2 separate regions of the Mus musculus genome follow, and region 2 is linked to region 1. A link is a contact called in public HiChIP or PLAC-seq data. All regions are on one chromosome and are shown on one strand. Each heading gives the region's core, a stretch centred on a gene start, on an enhancer-like site or on the middle of the called end of the contact. The rest is flanking DNA. Distances are from core to core; before and after follow the strand shown. Region 1 has its middle 62 kb from the start of Ext1. Region 2 overlaps Samd12 (sterile alpha motif domain containing 12).

The links. HiChIP or PLAC-seq counts read pairs in DNA pulled down with a chosen protein or histone mark.
Region 2: an H3K27ac HiChIP or PLAC-seq map of large pre-B cells shows a contact between it and region 1, with 2.9 times the contacts expected there. The contact joins two enhancer-like sites. A contact is called at or near these places in 1 of 484 Hi-C or Micro-C datasets (bone marrow-derived dendritic cells), 1 of 115 datasets of contacts at active chromatin or transcription factors (large pre-B cells) and 1 of 9 other capture datasets (embryonic stem cells).

Annotation. Positions count from the first base shown.
Region 1 is chr15:53,404,600-53,411,514 of GRCm38.p6, forward strand. It overlaps a transcript of Samd12 not described here. Among named protein-coding and RNA genes, the nearest start is that of Ext1, 62 kb to the left of the region's middle. Within about 2 kb of position 4,797, at least 19 of the 459 cell types and tissues checked have an H3K27ac peak or open chromatin away from gene starts, as enhancers often do.
Region 2 is chr15:53,667,042-53,673,601 of GRCm38.p6, forward strand. All of the region lies in intron 3 of Samd12 (sterile alpha motif domain containing 12), which reads right to left. Among named protein-coding and RNA genes, the nearest start is that of Mir28c, 56 kb to the left of the region's middle. Within about 2 kb of position 1,505, at least 10 of the 459 cell types and tissues checked have an H3K27ac peak or open chromatin away from gene starts, as enhancers often do.

The DNA.
Region 1 (6,915 bases), core at 3,547-6,046:
GCCCACAGGTGTGTGGTTTCATTTCTGGGTCCTCAATTCTATTCCATTAATCTTCCTGTCTGTCTTGTACGAATACCATGCAGTTTGTATCACTAATGCTCTGTATCACAGCAATATTACAGGGATGGTGATTCCTCCAGAAGTTCTTATATTGTTGAGAATAGTTTTTGCTATCCTAGGTTTTTTGTTATTCTAAATGAATTTGAAAATTGCTCTTTCTAACTCTATGAAGAATTGATTTGAAATTTTCATGGGGATTCTATTGAATCTGTAGATTGCTTTTGGCAAGATGGCCATTTTTACTATATTAATCCTGCCAATCCATGAGCATAGGAGACTTTTCCATCTTCTGAGATCTTCTTTGCTTTCTTTCTTCAGAGATTTGAAGTTCTTGTCATACAGATCTTTCACTTAATTGGTTAGAGTCACACCAAGTTATGTAATATTATTTGTGACTATTGTGAATGGCGTTGTTTCCCTAACTTTTTTCAGCCTCTTTATTCTTTGAGTAGAGGAAGGCTACTGATTTGTTTGAGTTAGTTTGATATCCAGCCACTTTGCTGAAGTTGTTTATCAGGATTAGGAGTTTTCTGGTGGAATTTTTGGAGTCATTGAAGTATACAATCATATTATCTGCAAATAGTGATATATTGACTTATTCCTTTCCAATTGGTATCCCTTTGACCTCATTTTCTTGTCTAATTGCCCTAGCTAGAACTTCAAGTACTATATTGACTAGATAGGGAGAGAGTGGGTAGCCTTGTCTAGTCCCTGATTTTAGTGGAACTGCTTCAAGTTTCTCTCCACTCAGTGTGATGCTGGCTACTGGTTTGTTGTATATTGTTTTTACTCTGTTTAGGTATGGGCCTTTAATTCCTGATCTTTCCAAGATTTTTAACATGAAGGGATGCTGAATTTTGTCAAATGCTTTTTCAACATCTAATGAAATGATCATGTGGGTTTTTTTGTTTTGTTTTCGTTTTTTTTTTTTTTAGTTTGTTTATATAGTGGATTACATTGATAGTGGATTTCCGTATATTGAACCATCTCTGCATTTCTTGGATGAAGCCTACTTGATTGTGGTGAATGATGATTTTGATGTGTTCTTGGATTCGGTTGGCAAGAATTTTATTGAGTATTTTTGCATTAATGTTCCTAAGAGAGATTGGTCTGAAGTTCCCTTTGTGTGGTTTAGGTATAAGCATAATTGTGGCTTCATAGAATGACTTGGGTAGAGTAGCTTCTGTTTCTCTTTTGTGGAATAGTTTGAGGAGAATTGGAATTAGGTCTTCTTTGAAGGTCTGATAGAAGTCTGCACTAAACCCATCTGGTCCTGAACTTTATTTGGTTGGGAGACTATTAATGACTGCTTCTATTTCTTTAGGGGGTATGGGACGTTTAGATGATTTATCTGATCCTGTTTTAACTTTGGCACCTTGTATGTGTCTAGAAACTTGTCCATTTCATCCAGATTTTCCAATTTAGTTGAGTATTAACTTTTGTAGTAGGTTCTGATGATTTTTAAAATTTCTATGTTTTCCGTTGTTATGTCTCCCTTTTCATTTATGATTTTATTAATTTGGATACTGTCTCTATGCCCTCTGGTTAGTCTGGTTAAGGGTTTATCTATTTTGCTGATTTTCTCAAAGATCCAGCTCCTGGTTTTGTTGATTCCTTATATAGTTCTTTTTGTTTCTATTTGGTTGATTTCAGCCTTGAGTTTGATTATTTCCTGCTGGGTACTTCTCTTGGGTGTATTTGCTTCTTTTGTTCCAGAGCTTTCAGGTGTGCTGTCAAGCTGCTAGTGTAAGCTCTCTTCAGTTTCTTTCTTTCTTTCTTTCTTTTTTTCTTTTTCTTTTCTTTTTGAGACACCAAACAAATCTCTTTATTTTTTCTTTTTTGATTTTTTGAGACAGGGTTTCTCTGTATAGCCCTGGCTGTCCTGGAACTCACTTTGTAGACCAGGCTGGCCTCGAACTCAGAAATCTGCCTGCCTCTGCCTCCCGATTGCTGGGATTAAAGGCGTGCGCCACCATGCCTGGCTCTCTTCAGTTTCGTTTTGGGGGCACTTAGAGCTATGAGTTTTCCTCTTACCACTGCTTTCATTGTATCCCATAAGTTTTGGTATGATGTTTCTTCATTTTCATTAAATTCTAAAAGGCCTTTAATTTCTTTAGTTCTTCATTGACCAAGTTATCATTGAGTAGAGTATTGTTCAGCTTCCATGTGTATATGTGCTTTCTATTGTTCTTGTTGGTATTTAAGACTTGCCTTAGTCTGTGGTGATCTGATAGGGTGCATGGTTTATCCTGTTATTTTTGTTGTTAGAGGTGGAATTATGTTTGTGTGGCTATCTTCTTTTGGGTTTGATGAAGATTACTTTCTTGATTTTTCTAGGGTGTAGTTTCCCTCCTTTTGGTGTTTTCCATCTATTATCATTTGTAGGGCTGGATTTATGGAAAGATACTGTGTAAATTTGTTTTTGTCATGGAATATCTTGGTTTCTCTGTCTATGGTAATTGAGAGTTTTGCTGGTATAGTAGCCTTGACTGGCATTTGTGTTCTCTTAGGGTCTGTATGACACCTGCCCAGGATCTTCTAGCTTTCATAGTCTCTGGTGAGAAGCCTGGTGTAATTCTGATAGGTCTGCCTTCATTTGTTACCTGACCTTGTTCCCTTACTGCTTTTAATATTCTTTCTTTGTTTAGTGCATTTGTTGTTTTGATCATTATGTGATGGGAGGAATTTCTTTTCTGGTCCAGTATATTTGGAGTTCTGTAGGCTTCTTGTATGTTCATGGGCATCTCCTTCTTTAGGTTAGTTAAGTTTTCTTTTATAATTTTGTTGAAGATATTTACTGGCCTTTTAAGATGGGAATTTTCGCTCTTTTCTATACCTATTATCCTTAGGTATAGGTTCTTCTCATTGTGTCCTGGATTTCCTGGATGTTTTGGGTTAGGATCTTTTTGCATTTTGCATTTTCTTTGACTGTTGTGTCAAGTCCTTTATCATCTTCATAAGAAATGACTTTAGATCTGAATCTTGCTTTTGTGATGGTGTATCCAGGACTTACTATGGTGGGAGAATTGGGTTCTGATTATGCCAAGTAACCTTGGTTTCTGTTGCTTATGTTCTTATGCTTGCCTCCCACCATCTCATTATCTCAAGTGCCCCCTGCCCTTGCTATATATAACTGGAGTTTGTCTTCCTTTAGTCCTGGTTTTGTCAGAGCTCCTCAGAGTCCAGCTGTCTCTGTGACCCTGTGATTCCTAGATCTTGTGATCTTGAGATTCTGGGTGTGTCAGAGTTCTTGGGATGCAAGCTGCCTCTGGGACCCTGAGAACCAGGTGTGACCAAGCTCCAGGGATCCTATGATCCTGTGATCCTGGGTGTATTAGATTGACTGGAATTTGAGCCTTCTCTGGGTGCTGTGAGACTGGCTGTAGAGTTCACTCCCAAGGTAAATCTGCACAGACCAGATGGAACCCATGGCACTGGTCGGTTGGGGTTCCTGATCCTGGATCCTGTTGGTTCCAGTTAGTCCTGGTTGTTTTGGAACAGATGTTGTGTCCTACTCACCCCGATCCTACAATCCTGGGAGTGCTAGAACGCCTGGTAGTGGAGCCTCCTCTGGGTGCTGTGGAGGCATTTTCTTAATTAGTGATTGATGGAAGAATGCCCAGCCCATTGTAGGTGGGGTCACCCTTGAGTTAGTGGTCCTGTATTTTATAGGAAAGCAGGTTAAGCAAGCCACAAGGAGCAAGCCAGTGAGCAGCTCCTCTCTGTGACTTCTGCATCAGGTCTTGCCTCCAGGATCCTGTCCTTTTTGAGTTCCTGTCCTGGCTTCTTTCAATGATGGACTACAGAGTTCAAGTATAAACTACATAAACCCTTCCCTCTCTGATTTGTTTTTCGACTCTTGTGTTTTATCCAACATAGAAATTCTAACTAAAACAGTCATACAACTAAGGTCCTCATGTTCCAGAAATAAACTGCCACCCCATGACCATCTATGCCCAGGTATGCCACTATCCACAGTAGGCCAGCCTCTTCCACATCAATTATTAATCAAGAAAATACCTTTCACACTTGCCTATAGGCTAATCTTATACAGGCACTTAATCAGTTATGATCCCATTTTCCAAGATATGTCTAAGTTTGTGTCAAATTCACGGAAACTAATCAGTGTACTTGGTATGATCATCAGAATGAGAATGGTCCTCATAGGACTATTTATTTGAGTAGTTAGTCTCCAGTTAGTGGAACTCTTTGGGAAGGATAGGGAAGTGTGGCCTTGTTGGAAGAAGTAGGTTACTAGGGATGTGCTTTGAAGTTTCAAAAGCCCATACCATTTTCAATTAGCTTTCCCTGCCTCATACTTGTGTATCAAGATGCAGGCTTTCAGCTACTGCTTCAACAACATTCCTGTCCTGCTGTCGTGCTTCATATCCTCAACATGAACATCATGGACTCTAACCCTCAGAAACTGTAAGCCCCAAATGAACCCTTTCTTCTATAAGTTACCTTGGTCATGGTGTCTTATCATAGCAATGGAAAGGTAATGAAAGCATCTGGCCTCTTTGTTCTTCCAAAGGTGTCTACCTAGACATCTTTCCAAAAGATTCTCCTTAAGCTGCTAGAGCTGCTTTGCCTGTTCACACAGAGGTGGATATGCATGGGAACTCATTCACCTCCAGAGCAATGGAACAGACACAGTGGTCCTATCTGGGGAATACTGAACTCTGGCCTCAAACCTGATGGTGTCTTATACAAGTCTTCTTAAAGGGTCACCCCTTGCTCAGTGTTTAACACTTCCCCTATTTTACTTCCTCTTTCTTTACTGAGCTGCCCTTAATAAATGATCTATATCAATTCCTTGTCTATTAGTCTTCCTTTAAAGAATCTAATGTAAGAAATGAACACAACATAGTGCCCAGAACAGTATTAGCATTCAATAAACATGAGTCTTTATTATGGCCATAGCTTTTCTTAGGTTTCTCATCCATTTGGGGGCACATTTTTACAGAAATTTTGCCCCCTTTTTTTGTTTTGTTTTGTTTTCTGTTTTATCTTTGCATCAGTTTTGGGAAACAATTAGTTGAATACCATGTTTAGTATTGTAGAATGGTATATGTCCAGTCTGAGTACACTATATGATCTTCCATATATTTAGAAAGCATAGATCTAGATTATTTGCAACACAGTCTTAGCAGAAAGAATAAAAATATAAAGAACAATTAACATCTTGGAGTCATTATAGAAGAGACAAAATATAGATTAAGATTTTGAAGCCTTAAAACTAACAGCAAGTATTTGAGGTGTCAGCGGAGTCTGGGGAAACTGAACAGAGACAGACCCTTCTCCACAGCCCTGAATGTCAACTCTGAGAAGTCTGGTTGATACTTTCTCAAAGATCGACCCAAGGGCAAATGATTACTACTTGGCACCAACTGGGACATAAAGACCATGCTGAATTTTTGTTTTTTTGTTTTTGTTTGTTTGTTTGTTTTTGTTTTGTTTTGTTTTTTAGCTTAGAAGAAGAAATATAACAGAGCAGAAAGCATTTGGAAAATATCAGGGAGATGGCCAAATAATTGGCAAACAGAACCTCTGGGAGAACTTAAATGAGTTTGTGTTGTTTACCTAGAGAAAGAAAGGTCAAAGGTCTACTTAATACTTGTCTCCAAGAATTTAAAATTAGGAGCAGAAATCCTTAGGAAAACAAAATGAGACAGCCCCACCTCCTAACTTCTTACCTAGCCTAGGTAAAAGTTTTAAAATTTAGTATTGGAATAAGAATTTGAGACTTAAAATAACAAGAATTTCTTGATTTAGGAGTAATTAAGACTTGGAAAAGTGCACCGCTGGTAGTGGATTTCTGTTCTGCTATAAAGCAGGGCATAGCTCCATTCATTATCAAAACCAGATTTTTTAAATGGTAGCTGAAAATCTATGAAGGGTCACATAATGAATGTGACTACATTTGACTTCGATCTTGCCAAGTGCAGCTGCTATCTAGAGCCACCAGTGATTAAAAAGCCTCCTACCTTAGGCAGGCTGACAGGATTGGTAAGGGAGTCTAACAGGTCACTCCTCCTTTTCCTTAATGCGTTATATTAGTCATTCTTCACTATATAACTAAACATGACAAAAGTCCATAGTGTAAAATATTTCCTCACATCATCTTTTGTACCTAGTCTAAAGCTTTACCTGCTAGTTTGGTATAGCTTCATAAATATGCAGAAAAATCTTAGTAAACAAGAATCATTTACTTATGGAAACCAGTCTTATTTTTACTTATTTTTCCTGTAGGAGACTGTTTTTGCCCCCATAGGAAGCTTTTCTTTATCAATGAGATGATAATCTATGCACTGGAGAGAATCAAAAATAGCACAAATGAATGTTCAGTGAAAAGGTTTTTTTTTTTTTATTCTGAAATTTTAATGTACTTTTTTTTTTAAGATTTGTTTATTTAAAGTATGTGAGTACATTGTAACTATCCTCAGACACAATAGAAGAGGGTATCAGATCTGATTACAGATGGTTGTGAGCCACCATGTGGTTGCCTGGAATTGAACTCAGGCCCTCTGGAAGAGCAGTCAGTGCTCTTAACTGCTGAGTCATCTCTCCAGACCCTTAATGTACTTTTTTGTTGATGAATTTCATACGTGCTTCTAATGTGTTGTGATCAAACCCAGATCACTCCCTTTCTTCTTATTCACCATATCACTTCATACTTTTCCCTCCTAAATTCATGTTAATTATATATAAGTTTGTGTGTGTGCGCATGCGTGTATAATATGCACCGAATTTACTTAGTGTTCTTTGTATGTGCGTGGGTTTAGGACCATCGACTAGAACATGGAACCTCATCCCTGAAAAACACTGATTTTCCTTCCCTTAGTAGCTACCAAT
Region 2 (6,560 bases), core at 255-2,754, 260 kb after region 1:
AAGGTATAGCCTTGCTGGAGGAAATATGCCCATCGGAGGTGGGTTTTGAGGTTTCACACCCAAACACTACTCCCAGTTTACAATCTATGTTTCTTGCTTGGGGTACAAAGATGGAGGTTCTCAGATGGTTCTCCCTTTATACCTGCCTGCGTCACTCTTCTCTGACATGATAGTGAAGAACTCTTTTTTTCCTCTGGAATGGTAATTCTCAAACATACTCTTTTTTCTATAAGTTGCTTTGACCATAGTATTTTGTCACAAAACCAACAAAGAACCCAATACATTCGCCAAACCTATTTCTGCACGTTCTTGCACAGGGACAAAGTTTGCTGAGTTGGAGGGTCTGTGAATGGTCACTATCACTGGGGGGTGGGGGTGGGGTAGAAGAAGGGGGATCATGAACGGATCATGAACACACCACCACCATGAAATAGAGAGTGGGGGGTTGGGTGAGCTTTGACAGCTGCTATTCAACAGATTCATCTACTCGTTTCTCAAAGACTATAAGCATATCACAGATTGAACTTCTACAAAGAACTAGGAACACAGTGCTCGCCTACAGTGAACTAGGATGACAGTGAAAAACATCAATTTCACCCGAGTGACTGGTTCTTTGTGATCCCATATAAGTGGCACCTAAGGGTAATTCAGTGGACTTTGAGCAAAATAAAGTGACTAAGTCATTAAGTCGGACAGAAGAGAAGTCAAGGCACAGGAAATGGGCTCTTAGAGCCAGAAAGGAGTTCCTAGAAACTCTGCATTGCTGAGAATGTGGGGTAAGGAAGGAAGGCAGGCACATGTGGGTCTTCTGTGCCTCTCAGGTAGATCTTAAGCTCAGCCTTCCCCCTCTCACAGTAAAAGAGAGCATAATGGTAGAAGAAATGATATTTGTGCAGCCAAGCCCCACTCAAGATTAGCCCCTCCTTTGTTTTTGTCTATATGGCCTCCTTATCTTTGCTCTTCCATATTTTGGGAACTCCTCTTTTTCCTTTGAGGAAACTTCTGATGATTAAAAACGAATTCCCCTGTAGTATTTTTCAGCTCTCAAGAAAAATATCACTTTCTTACTTATTGTGATTATTTTTTATTTCCCATTTTCCTCACACAACTTGCCGCATGGCAATCTCTGCGAATATGGGCCTCCCCTGATGTTCTCGGGTCCCTAACGGGATTGTGACTCTATTCTGGAACTAAATAAATGTTTGTTAAATTAATGTTGTGTGGATGTGACCCAGACAGTGCAAATACATAAGTTCGTTACTGGAATAGGCCTGGTTGCTAAGAGGAAAGTTCTCTTTCCTTCTTGGACCATCTCCCAAGGTATAATATAATACTAGATTTTCTGTTAGTGGCTGCCTCTGTTGTCATATGCAGAGAATTGGCTGGGGAATTAAGTCAACAGTGAGCAAAGCTGAGAAAGTAGAAGGGAAATATGAGAGGAGAGGAAGCGGGTGGAGGAGGGAGGAAGACAGTGTTATTTGATTTCCTGAATGCAGCCTTGCCTGAGGTCAGACACCCTGAGTTTCTCAGTTACAAAAGTCAATATATGATGAGAGAGGAAGCTGGGCTGGCTTAATGGTGAGTGGCAGATGCTACTTCATGTGTCACTGTCAGCGAAACTGTCAGCTAAGTCACTGATTCCGTGATTCCATCTTAAGGAATGATGTCTAGTATAGGGGAGTAAAAAATGATGGGGCTTTGATGTTTTATACAAGTGAGTCACTGGAAAATATTGGCATTTTAATTATTATTCCTTAGAAAGTATGTGAAGTTCACCTTAAATTTGAACATATACTTCTACCTGCTTTACACGCCCTGTCCTCCTCATCCAATTACTCCAGAGGTCACAAACTCAAATGCGTTGATTGTCAGGATAATGCAATTGTGTGAGGAGAACTGCTCAAAGGGACCATTGAAATTAGTTGGGCTGCACAGTTGGATTTTTTTTTCTCCTGAAACAGGCCATTTTAATCCTTTTTTTTTTTTTTTTTTTTTTTTTTTTTTGCTCTGCAAAAGTACAGTTAGAATATGGGTCAACTGGTGCCTCTGCTTCTATTTTAAATTTTGAATAACTGAAAATTCACAAGTTTTATGAAGTCCAACCATTTAAAATTTACCCATGTTTTCCACACTAGCGGAGTCAAACAAATCATGTATATGGGTCACATTTGGCTCAGAGTTGAAACTTTCAATAGCTGACTCTCCATCCCTGTTCTCTTGACATGCCCTTCCTTCTTTCAATGGAAAATAATTCTAGTGGCTTTGCCACTAAGGGACAAAACTAACTGTAGGGATAGGGCTGAGTGCTACTACAGCCTATGAAGACCGTTACAAATTAACAGTTCACCATAACCAAGAGTAGTTAAGGGCCTTTAGGATTTTAAAAATTAATTAAGTCTCTCATATATTACATCCCGCCCATAGTTTTCTGTCTCTACCTCTGTCTCCCACCTCCTCTACCTCCCATTCCTTCTGCCCCATCCATTCTTTCTCTGTTTCCTTTCAAAGCAGGTTAGTCCTCCCAGGGATTTCAATCATCTTTTGGGTCCCTTGTTCTCCTACAAGGTTGCCTTGTCTAGCCTTAATAAGAGGGGGTGTCACTAATCTTTTTGTAATTAGATATGCTGTGTTTAGTAGGATTTTTCAAAATACCTTAACAATATTCATGTTAACCCCACAGCCCAATGTCCCTGATTTCTTTAAGGTGACAACAAATCCCTCAGCACAAGCAAGGTCTCAAAGATCAGCCAACCCATTACCTCATTTCCTGGCAAGAAGGCAAGACGAATATGTCTCCTCTCACTTCTAACAGAGCATAGCCCACTGCCTAGCCTGGCCCTTCACAGAGTGAGACACAGAGTGATTGGCAGTTAATTGCATGTCTTTCTTTGGGCTGAGGAAGAGAAGGGTTAATGGAAAATTGCACTGTGGTTACTGTAAGTAATTTGCTGGACTGATGGGAACTGAACATTGATTTTTTTAACCAGTCTTCAGTGGAAAGCCTGTTTTAGACAGTACAGTTTTTGGCTGACTATATTCAGGAGCTGATGATGTTAATAGGAGGGAATTGGAAATGTATTAATTCTCATCTAAAATATCAATTCAGAAAGAAACTACTTATGGTACCTTTTAAACTGAGTAAAAACACAGTCCTGCTATTTTTAGCCTCTTGGAAAGTTGAATATTTTTATTTTGCGAATTGCAGACCCAGTTACCAAATCCTCTCCAAAAATTAATTTTTAAAAATTCCTTAAAATATTATTTTGGGGAGTTTGTTTTAGTCTCTGAGAAGACTCAGTAATAACTTCTCTTGGACCTCAGAGCATTTTTCTTTTAAAGCAAGGAAGTCTCATACCAACCTAATGGAGGTTATAGCTGAAGATTCATGGTGCAATAAATAGCCTTCAAGGCCTTTCTGCTTTTGATGGGTAAACCAAACCCTGCGGTACATTTGCTGTTATTTGTCAGCATTCATCTGCATTGTTGTGGGATTCTTTGTTGATGGAGTGTCACCGGGTGAGTGATGTCTTGCACACTTGGCATGTTTTAAAATTAATTACCAAGAAGCGTGTGGGAAACCTATCGCCTCCTGCTTTATGTTCTACTCACAGTTATGGCTGCAATAGACAAACACATAGCTTTTTTTTATACTAAAAAGACAAGGTGCAGGGCATGTTGGTTTCAATGCATGAATTAACGTGAAATGGTACCATGGCCAAAGTCACATTTAAATCCTGGTTGTAAGCTAACTTTGACTTCATTTTAAAATGGAGAGATTTATTTTATTTTGTTTGCTCATGTTTGTGTGTGTGCAGGTGTACATGTGTGTGCTGGGGTTAATAGAATGTATGCACATACATGCCAATGTCAGAGCACAGCCTCAATCTTCCCTCAGGTGATGGTCACTCCATAGTATAAGGGGAGCTGGGTAAGTAACACCAAAACTATGCCAGACATCTACACAAAGGGACGCTGACGGAGCCCTGGAAACCATTCACAAGAAGCAAGACTGAATCTACGTTTTTAACATGTAAAATATCGAAAAGACATCATGATATGTATAGAGCCATTAACCTTTGGGGCTGGGTACTTCTGTGACTTGAAGTGTGGCTGTCTTGTGTAGTTTAGGATGCTCTCAGACAAAAATCTCTGGCTTTTTATCTAATAATATCTTCCCATCTGTACTAATTTAAAAAATGTCTCTTAATTCTTAGCAAGTGTCTCTTGGAGGACAAAGTTGCCTTTGGCGAGGTACCACTGACCCAGGTGTTTGCTCTGCTCTTAACCAACTGCTTCTTAAAATGCCAATCCAAAAGGCAGATATCCTCAGAATGCAGTCACAGTACTTGAGTAGACAGGGAGCCAACCCATCACAGAACTCAGTTAGAGACTTTTAACCACTTATACATGGTACCATGCCAGGGCAGATTCTTAACCTCTGTTTTAAAGGAGAGGGAAATGATGTTACTGGAGATACACACAGCTGAAAAAGAAAGTGTATGGGGCTGGGGAGATGGCTTGGTGGTTAAGAGCAATGAATGCTCTTCCAGAGGTGCTGAGTTCAATTCCCAGCAACTACAAGGTGGCTCACAACCATGTGTAATGGGATCTGATGCCGTCTTCTGCTGTGTCTGAAGATAGTGACAGTGTACTCATATACATAAAATAAATAAATAAATCTCTAAAAAAATGTACAAATAGAAGGACAGGGGTTCCATTTTTGTTCAAGTAAAATCTTCCTTATATTTGATCTTGGACATCTGAATGCACATAACAAAGCATTTCAGGTGAGATATCTTGAAAGGCCTTGTGAATGTAAGAGTAATGGAAGTTAACCAAAATTTAATTTTGGCCAGCAGAATGAATGAATTGATTGAATTTCAGCTTTTAGAAGTCAAACCCAAGTTGAAAACACACACACACAGACACACACAGACACACACACACACACACACACACACCCCTTTACTTTTTTTTTTTTTTTTTAGCTTTCTCTTTTAGTCAACTTGTTTTGGGTTCATTTTTATTATTTATTCGTGACCATTCCAGCATGAGTTTCTTATGAATTATAATGCATATCTTACTCTCCTGTCCTCACAGAGAATGGAGTATTATTTAGAACAAGGTTTTGAAATTCTTGGAGGTTAGAGGACCTTACACATGACAGTTTGTTCCAGAACACTGACTCTAATGTAGCTATGGTACTGCATTGCTTTCTTTTAATTTCACTTTAAATAGTATTTTCATTTTTGTGTCTAATTATGTTTCTTGCTTTGTTTGCAGAGAGCTGATTTTAGAGAGAAGAGCCTGGGCATTAAGCCTGATGCCTGTGCAGGCTGCCTCTCTGAACGTGAGTAATTTACTGAATGCTGCTGAGTCACAATTTCCCCATCTGTAAAATAGGATTGATTTGAATTGCCTTGGCGTTTTGATGTGAATGTATAATAATAGATTATTATGCTTTATATAATAAAGTATATAAAGTACAAATTTATAAATTTAAAAGCACCCCATCCAATATGTTTATTTCGAATTAAATATTCTATAACAGTGTGCCTCATATAGGTTTCGATATTATTTACTGTTTTATCAGAATTGAATTAATTCAATGCCAATAATCTCTTTTCAACACTGCGTTCTTCATAAAGTAACTTTAGATCTCAGCACTTGATGGGTATTCATTAAAATTTTGCTAAGTCAATGAATCGCTCTGTGAGAAAGGAAAAAGAAGTACTGTCCCAAAAAGCAGGCTGAGAAAAGTGAAGGGACTTGTCAAAAATACATGCTAGATACATATAAAAGCAAAGACTAGAAAAAAGATGCTACTGCTAAGAAGACAATATCTGCTTATTAAACACTCATTTAAAAATGAATGTGTCATATATTGGGCCAGAGGCTGAGTACAGACCCAGAGTACAGTCTGTGTAGTCTATGCCCATATTTCTAGCTTCACAGGGAAAACAATAAAAAACAGCACCCAGATAAAGACATCATTTCAAGACAGAAGAGTATACAGTGCTTCTCAGAAGAAGAATATTAAAAACCTAAATGGGAATTTGGTATGGCAAAAGCAAATTTGAAGAAAGCACCTTTTACCTATCTTCTGCAGACTAAGATAGACTGCGGAGGTATTAAGGTGATTTTTGGTTGGTAAAGGAAGGAAGGAAGAAAGGGAGGGAGGGAGGGAGGGAGGGAGGGAGGGAGGAAGGAAGGAAGGAAGGAAGGAAGGAAGGAAGGAAGGAAGGAAGGAAGGAAGGAAGGAAGGAAGGAAAATACAGGCTTCAAATTAGAGCAAGGAATCTGATGAGACCAGTACATGGAATGTGTTAAGGCCTTGGATTTGAGGTGAGAATGGAGAGCTGGTTGAAGGCAATGTCATTGATGATCTCGCAAGCAGAGGAAGGATCTTGTTCACTTTACAATACATGATAGTACTGAGTCAATATAGAGATTTAAACAGGACACTGACATAATGACATTTGTACTCAACGTTCTTTCTGGCTTCTCACAAATAATCTCCATGGAGGATACAAACAGGGCCAGGAAGTGAGAAAAGCTAA